Linked DNA regions of Zea mays: region 2 is linked to region 1. A link is a contact called in public Hi-C data. All regions are on one chromosome and are shown on one strand. The core of a region is the stretch at or near the end of the contact, and the rest is flanking DNA. Distances in the headings are between cores, read along the strand shown. Region 1 has its middle 44 kb from the start of LOC103638888. Region 2 holds the start of LOC103638891 (dnaJ homolog subfamily C GRV2).

The links. A called contact is a pair of places that touch in the nucleus more often than the background predicts.
Region 2: a contact with region 1 is called in a Hi-C map of leaf, with 5 times the contacts expected there. The contact joins the promoter of LOC103638891 here to the enhancer-like site in region 1. A contact is called at or near these places in 2 of 25 Hi-C or Micro-C datasets (leaf and tassel).

What each region holds. Positions count from the first base shown.
Region 1 is chr9:116,927,282-116,931,303 of Zm-B73-REFERENCE-NAM-5.0, forward strand. No RefSeq gene overlaps it. Among protein-coding and RNA genes, the nearest start is that of LOC103638888, 44 kb to the left of the region's middle. Within about 2 kb of position 2,405, at least 15 of the 20 cell types and tissues checked have an H3K27ac peak or open chromatin away from gene starts, as enhancers often do. A contact at or near this core is called in leaf, where this site is marked.
Region 2 is chr9:117,206,728-117,210,745 of Zm-B73-REFERENCE-NAM-5.0, forward strand. It overlaps LOC103638891 (dnaJ homolog subfamily C GRV2), which reads left to right and starts at 1,300. Exons shown (of 22, transcript XM_008661674.4): 1 at 1,300-2,151; 2 at 2,846-3,076; 3 at 3,172-3,259; 4 at 3,677-3,885. The coding sequence starts at 1,714.

The DNA.
Region 1 (4,022 bases), core at 1,155-3,654:
AAGCCCTAAGTTCATCCAACTTCACTGTCACTGAAAGTTCAGACTTAAGGTTGCCTGACAGCCCGACTTTGGATCCAACTTTCTCAAAAAATTTCATGGCACCAAGGCTTAATCCCTATAGCAAAGTTGTTCTCCTATAGTAGCTCTACAAATTTGCTATATTGACTTTGAGCAAAAACTTCAAGAATCCTGAGATGTAGGGCTCCAAGGTCAGCCTTAGTCAACTGTATTTCAGACTTAACCATATGATCACTAGAGTGGCCTTTTTTGCATTTAGGCCAAAATCTCATGGTTTCTTTTGTAAATCTTCAAATATGTGAACCACATGACTTAAGGTACCCTAATTCCATGGTTTTTGCACTTAGGTCCAAAAGTGTGCAAAATTTACATATAACCCCCTAGGGTTTCTGTCTAGGGTTTTCCAGGGGTCTATTTAGGGTTTTTGGTACTTCTAGGGTTTGGATGCCACTTAAGTCCATTAATAGTGACATTTTATGATCATTACTAATGAGTTTTGAAGTTTTCTCTTATTTAAGCTTGGTTTACTCTTTTAAGCCCAGTTTAGGGTTAAGTACTCTACCTTAGGGTTTTACCAATGACATGTCACATCAATACAACTTGTTTGAAATTTTTGCCTAGTGAATGCACTCTAGGTATGACAAACACATGATATGCTAATGCTTATGATGTTATGCTCAAGTTTTAGTGACAGTAACACCAGAGGTGTTACAGGTATCCCGTCGGGAGGAGAGATCCTAGGTGTGCATTGGGTCGGCATGCCACCCAAGACACCTCTAGTCAACATAGAACCAAATAAAGGCGAAGATTTGAGGTACAGAAAGACTAAAATAGGGCTAAACTAAGGCTAGATTACTCCTACTCCTAAGGAATAGAAAGAACAATACAAATAAAATAAATTTGATAAATAGATTTAATTTGATCGATTGTGGAAGCCATCAATCCGTCGTGCCCCTTCGTTTATATAAGGGGGTGAGGTTTGGACCCGTTAAGTAGATTCCCGAATTAATACTGCGAAGTTTGCTAATAAATCCTGTAAAAATGAGCAACTGTAACTGATTCTGGGCACGTCAAATTAGATTCTCAACACAATCCAAAGTAGAAACAAATTATTCCTCCCTCTGCAGCTCTGCTAGTCTGCTGGCTGCTGCCCAAGCCCAACTCGTTTCAGATCAGGAGAATGGAGACTGCCAGACTGAAAGAGTGGAGAAAGAGGCAGAGTGCGCCGCTGCGCGCATGCGCGCCTGCGCCGGTGCAGCAGGCGGGCGCACAGCTACGGCCAGCCGTCTCAGCCTTGCCTCGCCCTCGCCTTTGCTAGAGAATAGAGAGATGCGGGAGATGGAGGAGCGACTGCTGCGAAGAGCCGGATCGGAAGAGAAGAGGCTTTTTTGGTCTGCTGATGGGCTAAGCCAAGGTATGGCTTGGGCCATACCCAGCCATATTAGACCCTCCGCCACTGGAGATATATGTTGATTTTAGCTTTGACCTGAATTGAGACGTCTGAAGAACACCGTACTTTCATCATGTGAAGAAAAACCAAGGAAAAAGAAAACCCCATACGATTGGCCAGCCGTGTGCTTTCTTTATTTCCATATAAACACTGCACAGTTGACGTGCTGACAAGAGACGATAGTAAACACACCAGAATAAGAGAAGGAGGTGGTGGCCGATCGAACATCATCAGCTGCTTCCCGGCAGTGACAGTGAGTCATTGTCACTCACACCGGCAAATTAAGCTAACAACGGGCCGTTCTGGTCATTTCCGTCCATGTACCTGCAGCAGCAAACAGCGATAGCCAAACTTCGCTCACGTACAGCAGGCCACGAGACACGAGAGGCGCGAATTTCCAGAGCCAGAGCTAGTTCGATCTACAGGGGTGCAAAGAAGAAGTAGTCGACGACAGCGTTAGGCCGCGGCGCCTCCCACTCCCGCGGCGCGCGGGAACCGGCGCTCCACGTGCACGAGCGCAACGAGGGACACGCCGAGAAGCCACAGGACCAAGGCGAGGATGAGCGCGTACGCGTGCGCGGCGCCGGAATTGCCGGGACGATTGTCGTCGTTCTTCGGGCCGGCGGCGGAGGCGAGCGCGCTCCACCCCAGCAGCATGAGCACGCGGCCGGCGTCCAGGAAGAGGCGCCGGGCTCCGTCGTCGCGCTCGCGGCGCCCAGCGAGGATCGCTACCTGCTGTTCCGGTTCCGGCTGCTCGCGCTGGTAATCGGGCATCATCCCGGCTTGCAGTGCCATGTGTTCGTGCACCTGCCCAAGACAAGGTTCTTGGCAAGGAGCGGGCGGGAGAGCACGGACCGGAATTGGCTACTCCGTACCTGCCTACTATATATAATAGTAATTAGTAAACAGTATAATGTATAGCACGGACCGGCCAAAAGGCATTTGGATTGGATGCAATTCCTGAGAGGTGGGAAGGGCCGAAGGGGGGAATAACCGGCCCCTGGTGACTGGGAACTGATACAGACGTCCGCGTACCACCGCCACGCATCACTGTCGTCGTCTGCCTTCACCTGTGGTGGCCTGGTGGGCAACCACCACGTTGTCGTCTTTCTTTTCGTATTTCTTCGCCTGCCACATCCTCCGCTTCCACCAGTTTTGGTGTCACCTTGGTAAGTTCTGTAGACATCAGGGTCTCTCTCATTGCAAACGCGGATCAATCTGATAGAGACATGCAGCAAACACTGTACCAAGACTCAATTGACTCGACGGAGAAGCCGATCGAGCTAGCTTAGCATGCATCCACCGTTCTTGAATTCGGTTGACTCGTTTATATGGCCATCGATCAGTCAGACCTGAGATTTGGACGCCCATCCGAGACTTACCTGCTGCATGCAGCGGACCATTGCTACACGTTCACAAGGCAGTAGTGGCTCTCCGTAATAGCAAAAATCTCCATGCAGGCAGGGTACTCGTAGTTATATGTCAATTTTTAATCTGAAGAAAACAACGGATGCCAACTTGTATTACAGGACTCCGGTAGTGTTGCGAATCTCTATCCAACTGACGACCAGAAGAACCAGGCAACCAGCCTTCCCTGGTTTTAACCTGTGCAAGGCCAGCAAGCTATTTACCAGTAACCACACCCGCCACCTCTGCTCCGGCCCTTTTCTCGGATCGTTGATAGTGATTCTTTGATGTTAAGGGTTTTATGGCCTTACCTGGTTTTAACCTGCGCAATGCCGCCAAACTGTTTACCAGTGACCACCCCCGCCACCTCTGCTCCGGCCCTTTTCTCTCATCATTGATAGTGATTCTTTGATGTCTAGGATCTTATGGTCCTGTCTGATCAGTCCCCTTATCTGACTGAAGTAATCGACGTAGGTCTAGAGTTCTAGATAGAGTAGATAGAGAGACAGGGAGTTACATATAGATGGTAATAGGTACCTGACATCCGAAACCCAGTGAATTTTTACTCTATTAGCTTATGGTACATGCTAATATCTACCGAATTTTTTGTTTTTTAGCCCCTTTCGAGTCAAAAATTTACGTTTGGATCCCCAGAAATTTTATTTGCGCGTTTGGACCCGAAGCTCGGTGCCATAGGCTGTGGCGTCGAGGTAACACAGCTCGGCGCCACAGCCTATGGCGCCGAGCTTCGTGACGTGGCAGTCCGCGTGGCACCTAGCTCGGCGCCACAGATCTTGGCGCCGAGCTAGGAAATACCCGCAAACTGCCTTTCTCTCTGCGCGTTTCTTCTCTTCTCTGCTCTTTCCGAAATCACGCCGCCGCCGTTACCAAATCGCCGCCGCCGTCCCCAAATCGCCGCCGCCTGCCCCAGCTCCGGCCCGGCTCGCCGCCGCCTGCCCCGCTCCAGCTCCGCCCCGAGCTCGCCTGCCGCCGCCCGCCCGCCCCGCTCCAGCTCCGGCCCGGCTCGCCGCCGCCCGCCCCGCTCCAGCTCCGCCCCAAGGTCGCCCGGAGTCCCTGTCGCCGCCCGCTTGGCCGCCCGGAGTCCCCGCCGCCCGCAGTCCCTGCCGCCCCGAGCTCGCAGAACTAT
Region 2 (4,018 bases), core at 50-2,549, 280 kb after region 1:
GCGAGCAAGGAGCACGAGCTCGAGCCTAGCCATACGACCTCGGCATGACAACTCACATCATCGCATACAACAACTCGAGGTTAGTGTGCTTCTGTAACTCGTCATTCTTTGAGTTATATATCTTCTCTTTGAGTTACTATAACATTGACTTAGAATATTACAGACCCAGCTAGAAACAGAGAGGAGGGAACGTCAGGAGATGGAGGTAAGGATGACAGAGATGTTGCAGTACATGTAGAGTCTTGACACCGCACATGGTTTTGCTCCACCACCTCCGTTGTTCCCTACAGTTGACCCTGTTGAGTTCCATACTCCTATGAGTATCAAAATTCTAGTCTTGCATGATATATATTTCTTTGGTATAACACATGCAATCTCTTCTCTGTACATGGACAATCTGGGCAGCATCCAACAACCCTAATGGATCACCCAACCCATCGCCACACCAGTCCAGTCACCCACCTCTTTAGCTTAGTTGTGATACTTATGTTGGTGAACTTGTGTGAACTTATGTTGGTGAAACTTGTCCTGAATTTATGTTTGAGTTGGTAATACTTATGTTGGTGAAACTTGGTATGAACATAGACATGTTTGTGAAAAACTTGTTAGATTTGTGAAATATGTGGTCTCTGTTATGTATGTGATGATTATGTGATATCTGTGATGTATATGTGATATATCTTTTGTTTGTTTGGAGGGAATAGAAAAAAGGGGTATATTGGACACTTTGCCGAATGTAACACTTGGCAAAGAGGTGCTTTGCCGAGTGTCACAAAGGCTCCATCGCCGTTAACGGTCGACGTGACGACGGTTTTTCTTTGCCGAGTGCCCGATAAAAAGTATTCGGCAAAAAAGCCGTTATCGATGTACAGTTCACCGAGCTCTCCAGCAAAGCCTTCACCGAGTGTTTTCCGGCCTTCGCCGAATGCTTCAAACATTCGACAAAGAGACCGATTCCGGTAGTGTTTCACCGTAATCTAGCTTATATAACCAAACAAGACCGAATTTACTCTTTGTTGATGTAAAACATATTACATGTAATTGTTCATGTCGTCGATACAATTAATATGAAGTTTACTTTGAGAAGGACACTGAAGAAAAACGTAAAATAGGAAGAACCTCGTTAGATATAGAGAAATTAATTTCTTGACGTAGTGTTCGAATATATACAGTGGTTTTAGTGAGGCCAGAAAACATACAATATACCACTGTGTTCTTACTCGTTCTTATCTGTTTGATTATAAAATATAAACAGAACATCTTATATAGAGGGGGAAAAGTAACGCGAAGAAAAACTTCATTCGTGCTGAAGCCAAACACGGAAGCCGGCCGGTCCTATGTTGTCTTGAACGATCCCTCCCCCTATAAATTAAAGCTTCGAAGACAGAGGATAATAGAAGTGAGATCGTAAGCACAAGCAACAGCTTGAAAACGGGCAGAAAATAGAACATTCTTTGAAAAGGAGCCAACGAACCGATCGATCGATCAAGCACCAAGAGAACTCGCGCAACACAAAATCTCTGCAAGGATTTTCCGGCCGCTGCGCCGGCGAGCACCATCCTCTGGCAACCGGCGGGGCAGCAGCAGCATCAATAAGGGGATCCTTGTCTCGCTTCGTGATCGTCCGCCGCGCTGGGGTCGACTCACTCGCGCCACTCTTCCCGTTCCCTACCGTGGTGGCGGAACCCTAATGCGGGCCCGAGTCTAGCCTCCATGGACTTTGCCAGCCGCCACGCCGCAGCGGAGGCTGCCACATCGTCTGCTGCATCCGCCTCCGCCCCCGCGGCGGTCGCTGAGGAGCCTGAGTACCTCGCCCGGTACATCGTCGTCAAGCACTCGTGGAGGGGAAGGTATCGCCGGGTCCTTTGCATCGCCTCTTCCTGCGTCGTCACGCTCGACCCCACCACTCTCAACCTCACCAACTCCTACGATGTCGGCTCCAAGTTCGACCATGCTGAGGCTCTCACTGCCACCGACGAGTTCACGCTCGCAGTCCGCACCGATGCCCGCGGCAAGTTCAAGCCTATGCGCTTCTCATCCCCGCTCCGCCCGGGGATCCTCACCGAACTCCACCGCCTCCGCCCGGTCCAGGACTCCTTCGACTTCCCCGTCCTCCATCTCCGCCGACGCACCCACGAGTGGGCCCCCTTCGTAAGCACACCGCCTTACTGAATTCCCGCTTCTGTCAACTTCACATCCCGCTACTGTCTATTGTGTTGTGCTGCTGTAAACAAAAACTAGCAATGCGAGGCTGTGTTTCATTTTTTAAATAAACCAAGGCTTAGTTTCTGCAAGTAATTTTGCTGCACAACTCTATTCTGATCAGTTGATGCTTCCATGCCAATCTCATATAGTACTACCCTACTTCATGAATGAATTTGTTCATCCTTAAGATAACTTACCAGATCTCATAGCACTAGGCTACCAGTTCAAGCAGAACTATTGAAGACAATTCACATATTTGCACATTCATTCTTGCTCAATTTTTTGTGATTTTTTAACTATACGAAAAATAGGATAACAAATTCTACTATTCAACCTGTGCCACAAAATGTGCTAAAATAGATGATGTGCTAATAAATACTCCCTCCAGTCAGATCCATATGATGTTCCAGAAAGCAAGTTTGGTTTGCATTTAGCTTTAGTTTGTTTGTTGTTCGAAATATCATATATAAGTGACTGGATGTGGTAGATTGTTGTAGTGCACCACTTCTATGGTCATTATTTAGATATCTAGATGATTGCGGAGACCATCTTTAATATATTATAACTCATATAATGCTGTATAGAAAAAATTATCACATGATGTCTAATACTTTGGTTACGGTATCTGAACATTCTGTAGAAACTTAAGGTTACTCCTGTGGGTGTTGAGCTCCTTGAGGCTTCTGGTTATATGCGCTGGTGCTTGGAATTCAGAGATATGAATTCTCCAGCAATTATTCTCTTGGGGAATAGCTATGGGAGCAAGACTACTGAAGGTGGAGGGTTTGTGCTATGCCCGCTTTATGGTCGGAAGTCAAAAGCTTTTATGGCTGCTTCAGGAACTACAAACACTGCAATTATATCGCATCTGGTACACCCTTTTGTCCTCGTCCTTTTTGGTCGTTCCACTCCAGTGATACAGATTTTTTAGTTCTATGTAACTTCCTGTTGTTGGTTATCTTTCAGACGAAAACTGCCAAATTAAAGATTGGATTATCACTATCTGTGGATAATTCACAATCAATGAAAGCGGACGAGTTCATAGCAAAAAGAGGTAGACATATATCTATAGTGAACTTTAGTTCTACTGTATTTTATCGGGGAATCAATTTAGATGTTGATAAGGATGAAGATGTTTGCTCAATACTTTTATATATCTATTTGATGTTCTCAGTTCTCACCGTATTATCATGCCTCTAGTGTTGCCTTTCTATCAATATGTTTTGTAGCTTGGCAGCTTGCAAAACACAGATGAACTGTGAGAATTAGGTAAATACCACCTTCAAGCTCCAGATTGATCAAAATCCGCGTTTGTCTCATGTTTTGGTTACACATTTATTGATGCTGTGGATCCTACAATTATCTGATATAATGAAGGATTAAAAACTCTCAACGATAGTTTATTTGTTACCTGTGAGCCTATGACTATGGTTTTCTTTAATTTTTAATTGCATGTGGACTTCTTTCCCAGCTATGGAGGCAGTTGGAGCTGCTGAAACACGACATGGAGAGTGGTCAGTAACAAGATTACGTTCTGCTGCACATGGCACTGCTTATATTGAGAGCTTAAGTTTGGGTGTTGGACCAAGGGGTGGGCTTGGAGAACAGGGCGATTCTGTCTCTTGTCTGCTTGTTCTTACAAGCACTTCACTTGTTGAAAGACGTCCAGAGAACTATGAGGTAGAAATTTTGTCCTCAATTTTATATGAATTGTTAAAACTCTTCTCCCTCGAGCTATTGGCAATCCAAGACATGATATCAATTTTGAGTACCAACACCCTACCCCCGCCTAACACAAACACACACAAAAGAG